Linked DNA regions of Mus musculus: region 2 is linked to region 1. Evidence: chromatin contacts called from public HiChIP or PLAC-seq data. All regions are on one chromosome and are shown on one strand. The core of a region is the stretch at or near the end of the contact, and the rest is flanking DNA. Distances in the headings are between cores, read along the strand shown.

What was found. HiChIP or PLAC-seq counts read pairs in DNA pulled down with a chosen protein or histone mark.
Region 2: an H3K4me3 HiChIP or PLAC-seq map of embryonic basal ganglia shows a contact between it and region 1, with 4 times the contacts expected there. The contact joins two enhancer-like sites. A contact is called at or near these places in 1 of 115 datasets of contacts at active chromatin or transcription factors (embryonic basal ganglia) and 1 of 9 other capture datasets (embryonic stem cells).

What each region holds. Positions count from the first base shown.
Region 1 is chr14:119,231,547-119,236,187 of GRCm38.p6, forward strand. The region is part of intron 1 of Hs6st3 (heparan sulfate 6-O-sulfotransferase 3); the gene reads left to right. Among named protein-coding and RNA genes, the nearest start is that of Hs6st3, 96 kb to the left of the region's middle. Within about 2 kb of position 1,830, at least 5 of the 459 cell types and tissues checked have an H3K27ac peak or open chromatin away from gene starts, as enhancers often do. A contact at or near this core is called in embryonic basal ganglia, where this site is marked.
Region 2 is chr14:119,828,579-119,833,219 of GRCm38.p6, forward strand. All of the region lies in intron 1 of Hs6st3 (heparan sulfate 6-O-sulfotransferase 3), which reads left to right. Among named protein-coding and RNA genes, the nearest start is that of Gm41249, 32 kb to the left of the region's middle. Within about 2 kb of position 2,778, at least 49 of the 459 cell types and tissues checked have an H3K27ac peak or open chromatin away from gene starts, as enhancers often do. A contact at or near this core is called in embryonic basal ganglia, where this site is marked.

The DNA of each region.
Region 1 (4,641 bases), core at 580-3,079:
AAATGAATAAAAGGTAAATTTATGTTTTGTATATTTTGCTACATTCAGAAATAATTTGACAAAGTCTTCAATGATTACATTTTCCTTTTCTTATCAAGATAGAGCCATCATTCCTAGATATTAACCATAAAACTCACCGGAGCCCTGAAATGCAGTCTTTACTCTTGTTATCTCAGATATCTGAATCTGTGAGTTTTAGTGATTTCCCTCCCCCCCCAACCCCCAAATACATTTCTCCTGTGCTCCCAGACTTTGCCTTTGTGTCCCAGAGTCAGGATGCCACTCTCCTTATTCTGAACTCTGTGAACCACTGGGAAAAGCACTTTTAACACTCTACAGCCAGCCTTTCCCAGCCTTCCTCTTCTTCACTTTCTGACAGCCTGACACAACTGTCCTCGCAGGCTCCCTGGGCTGCCTTTCTCATCTCCTGGGTCTTCTTCAAAAGATTATGTCTTGAGAGGTCCTCTTTAGCTATCTGTTTACATTTTTAGGTTATTTTTTGAAATTTTAAAGATAGCATGTAGTATCTATACATATTTATGGGGTACAACATGTTAGTTCCTATATATATGTATATATATGTATATGTATATGTATGTATACACACATATACATACATATATATATATTTATATAAATATATATATATATTTATATACATATATGTAAAACTCAAATGAGTGTATTCTGCATCCATACCACCTCAACATTTATCATTTCTATGTGTTAAGACTCTTTGTTCTGAAATACATTAATATTGTTGTTGACAACAGTCATGTCATTATGCAAATCCTCAACCTCAATGCCCATCGACCAGTGAATGCCTAAATAAACTATGTCTTGAAAAACAGAAGAAGAAAATGAAAAAGAAGAAGAAGAAAGAAGAAGAAGAAGTAGAAGAAAGAAGAAGAATAAGAAGTAGAAGTAGAAGGAGAATTAGAAGAAGAAGTAGCAGTAGAAGAAGTAGAAGTAGTAGTAGTAGAAGAAGAAGGAGAAGAAAAAGTAGTAGGGAAGAAGAAAAAGAAGAAGAAGAAGAAGAAGAAGAAGAAGAAGAAGAAGAAGAAGAAGAAGAAGAAGAAGAAGAAGAAGAAGAAGAAGAAACAAATTTTCACTCAATCATGCAAGCTAAAAGGACTGAGCTCCAATAAGAGGTTAAATAACACAGACACCTGTCTTCTATCTCCTCACCCCTCTTGCTCTCATTTATGCTGATCTTACTATTCTACTTATATTTTATGACACTTTCATTGCATGCTACTCATTTTATTGGGTTACTGTAGAAGAATTTTAGTTCAGCATCATGGCTGCTGTGATCATATCCAAAGACCTTCCAGGTCTGTGTGATCTGAGTAGCATGCAAATGTGCCATACACCTTTAGTTCTTCTGGCTGGAAGATAGACACACCCTTAGTAGACACCTTTAATCCTGAACAGTGACTTCTAATTGAGGGGCAGACAAAGTGAAAAGGATTTGATAGAATGAGTCAAAGATTAGATATGCTCAACTCTCGGGACACTAACGGTTGAAGAGCAGTGCAGGAGAGTCAGTTCCCTCAGTCCAATGAGTGGAGTTGAGATTAGGAATCAGTCAGTTGGGAGTCCAGGCAGTGAGTGCAGTACAGTGGAGTTGAGATCCTTTGTGAGTTCATATAATTCAGGGCAGGTCAGCAGAGTCAGTCGAAGCCAGGGAACAAGAAGGAGCCTGAAGATCACAACAAATTGCCAGAATTAAGTTTGAAGCCAAGCAGAGCATTTTAGTGAGAAGCTGAGAGAAGCCAGAATGAGTCAGTCAGTTTGGCGAGAAACTTGAGCCAGAACAACTGAGCTGAACCAGCCAGCCAGAGCTCAGAAAGAACTACAAAAGAGTGAGCTTATTCAGCAGTAAACTTCCCAGATTACAATGATATCAGGCAAATAAAAGTTCCTTTCGTAGGTTATATTCATGTATAAGGACTTTATCATACAATTATATAATGCATTTTGAACATCTCCCCATGTGCCCCCTAAATTTTCTCACCCCTCACTCCTATTAGTATCCTTTGTTCATCTGGACAGTTTTGCTTCTATGTTCATGTGACATGCACATAACCATTGTATATTGTATATTAATTTACATTACCATTGCATAGTGTGTGGTCATTTACATAACTGTTGTACACTGTATGGTCATTTACATAACCATTGTATGTATTGTTTGGTCATTTGCATAGCAGCTGTATATTGTGTGGTCATTTACATAACCATTGCCTATTGCATGGTCATTTACATAACCGTTGCTTTTTTTTTGTTTTTGTTTTTGTTTTTAAATTAGTCTCCGTTCTTCAGGAGAATACCAGCTGCATAAGGGCAGGGATCTCACTCCTGACATAAACCCAGCAACCTGGCACAGAGCAGAGACATGGGGGAATTCAGCAGATGAATGATCTAAACTGTGATTTGTTTTACTTTCCCCATTTTCAAACATCAAAATGATTTCGTTCAATCTATCACAAGTTCATTGTGATATTGTGGAACCACAGGTCTGAGGACACCATGGATTGTAGCTTAAATGGATGGTATTTTCACTATGCAGTCCTAAGAAGTAATAATAAAAACAAGGAACTGTGTTTTAGAAGAAATAGCCTGAGGTCAGCCAGTCTCCACCACAGAAGACCGATCTGTGTTGCCTGATAGTCTTTCCTGTGAAACTGGAATAACTGTATACTGATCCCACTCATCTCTATGATGTTATAAAGGCCCCCTTTTCTCCCAATATTCAGTAGAATTCTTTAACCTGTGTAGTGTGTTTTCTTATTTATGTCGCTTATCAACTGCATCTGAGTTTTACCGAAGAGGAGCCTTATCCCCAGGTTCTGAAGCTGAAGGGCCACAGTGGGCTCAGAAGCACCAGCTGCTGTGTGCGGACTATTTTGACTTTTGTATAATTCAGCTCTTCCTCACACATCAGGGACAGAAAATGTTTCCAATAGTCCAAATGTTAGAAAAACAAATTCTGTGTCCTTATAAATTTTAGCCATGGTGTGTTTTAGCTACATATACATATACATATACATATACATATACATATACATATACATATACATATACATATACATATACACACAAACATACCTACACACATACATATACATTTAAACATACACAATACACATATATGTACATTTACATATATGTATATAAGAATATATGCGTATATGTATATACACATATAATATACACACATTTATTTACATATACATGTATATTTGCAGATATATGTAAATAGAGATATAAATACATATATATATATTTACTTTTTTCCATGTTAGTATATCAAGTATCTGGGTGGATAAACCCACAAACACATACACTGCTTGTCATTTTTTGGGAGGTAATTGCTCAACACAAGATTGTATGCCTCTATTACAGGAGACCGAGGAAATCAAGGTGCTTGAAGTTACATTGCTTTCTGAGTTTAAATCTGCTTTTTTTTTCCTGCTTACCTCCTGTGAACATGCTATTTTGGTCATGGGAGAGTACTTATCATGCATTTATTCTCATGTGCAGAGTCCATCTGCTCTCCTCAAATTGAGTGGATGTGCACAAAATGTACAAAGTAGTTCTAAGTCAAGTTATTTATCATATGCATGTGCTCATGCCTGCGTATAAAGAGGAATGAGTATATAGAAGTAAATGGATATTTGATGAGCACACATTTATTCAAGCATCTGATGCATGAGTATAGGTAGACTAATAGATATAGTATACACCTGCTCACATAAATATGTACATTTATGTGGGTATGTGCATATACATCTATACACATGCCCACATGTATGTATTTATATGCATGCACATGTGTGTGTGCCTGTGCATGTAGTTTTACTTCCTCCCAGTGGCGAGCGAGCGAGTGAGCCCCTTCCCTGCAGCCACCACCATCTTTCATAGACAAATGAAAACAGACTGTAAAAATGGAAGGGGGCAGGGAGGAGTCTCAGATACACAAGTTTCTTCAACCACAGTTCGCAGTGCATGCTCTGGGGAGAGTGGGCTCTTGGGATTTCATTAGAACTTCTCTCCTCCTGTGCTGCAAGAATTCAGGAGGAGGCTGTACTTGTGACTGAAAGAGCCCTGACCTGGCTTCGGCTGCACTTTCTCCTCCCGAGCCGCACCGCACAGATGCAAGCTTACACTGGATTCTGCATTATTATGCTCTTGGTGTCTGTTGTGTAGCTGGCCTTGAAATCTTGATATGATTCAAAGTCTGGATGTCTTTCTACGAAGGAGTCCTTAGTTGTGTGGACATAAAACACCCAAGGACTTAAAAAAAGTGCCTAAAAATATATTTGAAAATGCAGGTAAATTACATGCATCCTGAGACTCCCTGGGCAGGCATGTAAAAACACTTCTCAGAGGGAAACTGCCATTCCCATGTGCCTGCTTCCGAATACTCCTTCAAATATCTTCCTCTAATCAGATTCTCCTGGTCAGTAAGTCCTTTCTCCTCTCTTCTAGATCTATGTGCGATTGCTCATAACTCGAGGAGTATCTTCCTCACCTTTATTCAGAATGGGTCCACGGGACATTTTTTTGTGTTATTATCTTTGGTGTTCCAAGTTGATGGCCCCACGATGCTGTTAGGCACACTGGGTCGGGTGATGA
Region 2 (4,641 bases), core at 1,528-4,027, 600 kb after region 1:
ATTGAACTAATATTCTATTACACAATCAATTATATGCCCTATATAATATTTACAACACTGTTAAAATTGAGGGGGCAGCATCAGAATTAGAAAGTTTAAGAACAATCTAATAGATAGAACATTGATGTTTACAGGACTGGGTTATGGCTCAGTGATGAAATGCCCCAGATGGCCTTCTGGGTGAGCAGGATTCCTGCCCAGGTATTCCTGGATCATTTACCTGATGGATAGGCAAAATGACAGATAAGAAAGAATTTGCTTCAAAATAAGGTGGATCTGGAGAACTATGTCCCTACAAGTCACCTCTGACCTCAATAGGCATGTGATGTGGCACACATCACACTAAAAAAACAAACAAACAAACAAACAAACAAAACCCACAATATGTATGTGTGTGTGTGTGTGTGTGTGTGTGTGTGTGTGTGCGCACATCACAGAAGAATGAAGAAAAAAAAAAAAAAAAAGAAAAGAAACCTGAGGTGGCTTTTGAGTTTTGTGTACTTGGTAAGTCTGTCTCGAGGACATAATGAAGTGGACTTCCCTTATCCCTGGGCATGAAGGGTTGCATACCAGGATTCAGTAGCTGACAACAGGCCATTCACAAAGACTTTGACTGGCTTATGCACTAGTCCCCACAGAATTTTGTTACTGTTCTCATTACACACACACACACACACACACACACACACACACACACAGACACACATATACACACACACTGAAAAAAGAGACCATGAATTTGAAGGAGATGTACAGAGGTAGGTACATGGATGGGTTTTAAAGGAGTTAAGAGGAAAATAGAAATGTAGTTATAGTTGAGGGGCGGTGCAGCCACCATGAATGCCCTTACTGGTCATGTCAATCGTGAGTCAGTGCTTAGATGTTCTCCGACCTCTTTGCTCCTGGCCTATTGGATGCTGTCGGGGAGACACCTTTTTCCTACGGGCACTCCTAGCAGCAGGTCCTGAGTTTGGTAATGGAAAGAGTACAGTAGATTCTGCGTAGGTTGAGAGATGACTCCCTCCTGCAACAGCAATTGCTTCTCCAAATGACTGAACCTTGCCGAACTTCTGTTTCATTAGGACGCTCCTTTTTGCTGGGCTGGTTTCTGCCCTTCTGACCTTTGGTCTTTCGGTCCCTGCCAATTCTCGATCCTTCTTCATCAATAACAAATATTTAGTGACTCTCCGTTCTGTGCAGGGCGAGGCATGACAAGTGCATGCTATGTAATTACTACCTAGCTAGCTTTTGCCCATGACCCGGTTCTTGGTTGATTATCCCTGGTCTCTGATAGCCTAGATGCAGCCCTCCCACACAGGTGGTTAATTCCAAGCCATCAAACACGAGACATGAATGAACTATGGCAAAGTATAAAGAGTAAAAATGTATATAATCTGGGGAAATAACACCTTTCCTATGTCTCATGTGAGACACATTAATGACTGCAACCTGATGGGGGAAAAAATAATATGCTTTAGCTTGGAAACATAGCCCTGTTCAAACCTTTCTCTGTCCCGTCTTCTCTCTGCTGTGCCTGGACTTCACGTTTGCATTCTGCTTCCAGTGAGGTGACCGTTTTCAATTCATGGAGACATAGAGATGTATGTTAAGAGATCTATCTGTCTTCATTGATATAAAGATTTCACAGGGACTACAGATGGAATTATTATTTCTTATATTTTTATTATTTTAATATATGGTTTACACATGAATATAATCATCTTTTGTAGACAAGATACTGTTTCCCAGGGACTTTGCAGTCATTGTGAGAAGGTGCTGCCCACAGTTTCCCAGAAAGATGTAAAATAATATTCCCACACATCGGTTACAGAGAGGAAACATACTTTGGTCCTGCATTTGAAAACAAAATGCAGCCGGGTGTGGTGGCACACGCCTTTAATCCCAGCACTTGGGAGGAAGAGGCAGGCGGATTTCTGAGTTAAAGGCCAGCCAGGTCTACAAAGTGAGTTCCAGGACAGCCAGGGCTATACAGAGAAATGCTGCCTCGAAAAACTAAAAAAAAAAAAAAAAAAAAAAAAAAAGACACGAAAACAAAATGTGGGCTCAGAGTTCCTTGGGAGTTCAGGGTGCTGGCCCACGTTCATATTGTAGAAGAAACTTTAAATTGGCATCATGGGGCAAGCTGTGGCGTGCTTTGAGACACTCCCGATTTGTCTTCATGATCTTCAACTTATCTGCAGTTGTCCTTGGCAATTACAGGTCCCCCTGGTCCCTCATTCTCCAATCTTTGAGAAGAACCCGCGAATGCCCTGCTGCTTGGCAGCAGACAGAACCTTATAAGCTTGGGTGTTGACTTGGGGCCATATGCATGCGGACTTCTGGCTGAGAGGAAATCTTACACCCTGTACTTTAGCCTGGGCGGAGAAGCCTCTGGTTTATGTCTGCTTTTCCAGAGATGTGGAGAGCTATGTACCTTGGGTATAAACTATTTTGGGTGCAGCTAGGTCACCTTTCTCTAGCCAAGCTGGAACAATGTTTTGTTTACCTGGGAAAAAATTTCTTTTGCTCGGTGGCAGCGTGACAGTTGGACTCAGAAATTTTTGATTCTCCACCATTGTGCCTCTCGTAACGTGTGGTGACATATGCTTATTAATCTTAGTTAAAAGACACCTGCCCAGATGGTTCTACCTGGGAACATACGCAGTCATCAATCCTCCGTTAATCAGCCAGAGTTCTTCCCTCTCGGCAACACACCAATTTGTTGAGCAGATCAAATCCTGCTTCACCTTGGTCATGTGTGGTACAAGCTGTGGAGGGGAATGGAACGCGTCCTTGGCCCTGAGCAATCAGTGCGTTGTGTCCTGATAACACACAGTGGCCCTTGACCTTCAGTTGAAATAATTAATTACGTGTTGTTCCTCTCATTGGGGTCGCTGGGTCTGGTCCTGAGGTACCCCCTGCCTTCTCTGTCCCAGGATGTGCTGAGAACAGCTGCACACAGCAGGATCCTAATCACACCCCCAAGGCTGGGGCGGACTAGGCAGTGGAAGCGGGTGCTGGGCTGTGATTGGAGGGCCTCTCCTACCACTTCAGTGTGCATTAACATTGCTTCCCGGAAACCCCTGAGTATTCGCTGCCTGCCACAGGGGCTAGACTTCTATAAACAGAAACATTATTCTAGGATGAAATTAGCCAAGGTATTAAATTGATAAATGCGAAGTGGAGCAGACTTGGTTGTGGGGAGACAGAAAGAGCAGCAATGAACTGTGAAATACGAAACAGCCCAGACTATTAGAGGAGAGGGGCGAGTTGGGAGGCTGCCAGCGGTGACGAGGTATTTCCCCCCACATCCCGATGTCTCAAAGGGGGATTTACTGTATTTTTACCTCATGCTTCCTTCCCATGTGTGGGTCTGAGAGTTGTAGTGTGTGCCTACATAATTTAAACAGCCATCATTAGGCAGTGCACATTTGATGTCTAATTAAGTCTCTGGTACTGCAGGATCACAAGCACACGCCGTCATCCTGGGATCTTTAGAGTCTGCTCCAGAACCAAAAGGCAGAGATGGATAAATCTGCGATCAATTCTCAGAAGGCTGGAGCACTGGGAATTTATTGCCACGGTTTTGCCCTGGGACATATAAGCTGGTTTTAAGTGATCCCTCAGGTGGGAATAAGGGCATTGATATGGCCTAAGAGTTATCCAACCCGTAAAATATTGTCTAAAAATAACGCGCTTCTTTTTTGTTGAGTCCTCTTCACCCAAATATTTTCTTATTGATTAAATACTGCGATATGCCAAGGCAAATTAGAATTATAGAAGGGGATTTGAGGCGTGCATTTCCTTCTGTTTCTGATTTCACATTTCTGACAGATTTCAAGCTCCAGGAAGAAATGGCAGCGGGTCACTGCCTTTCTGTTCCGGAAGAGTAAGGCACATCAGTGGCATCCATCCTCTCATGTGTCAGCGCCTCTATTCCAAACTCTGATCAGGGCATACAGCGGAAAGCTGTGGGCTTTCACTTAGTATATAAAAAGCTAAAATCCTGAGGTTGTAATTAGGCATCCATACATATCCTAAGTGTGTGCAAAAGAAGAAAAAAATCTGATAAATATGTTTGTTCAGATTAGAATTCTAGGCAAGTGTGTCATAAAAGCTAGTAGAATCTGACTCAAGAAATGTATAGCCTTAAAAAAATAGATATATTTTAATAATGACTTTCCCCCAAAAGTTTAGATTTCCTGAATATTTATGGCAAATTTTCTCAAAGAAGGCCTTTTCAAGTATCTGTGCATCACCTTGGTGCTGTAAAAAACAAGAGTGAAGCTTCTATCTAACAAATTACTTTGCCTGCAAATAAGAAATGTTACCGGGTATGCGGGGCTTTTTCTCCCTTATTCTGGAGACTGATAATTGGATTTAGATTCTCATGATCTGGTGTTGGCTTCTGATAAGAACTTGAAAGGCGAAGAAAGGAGGCTGGCTATTCGGGGGCAGATGTTGGTCACTTCCCCACCTCTGAAGAGAAAAAGTAAGCCAGCAGGAAGTGTTCCAGTGCTCCATGCCTGACTCGCTGCTTAAGGTCACCAGAGGAACCGTGACGCAGAGCTGTGCTTGCTAACCAGCTGTGTGCTCTGGTTCCAGCTGACTGACAGTACAGAGAAACTGTGTCAGTCATGA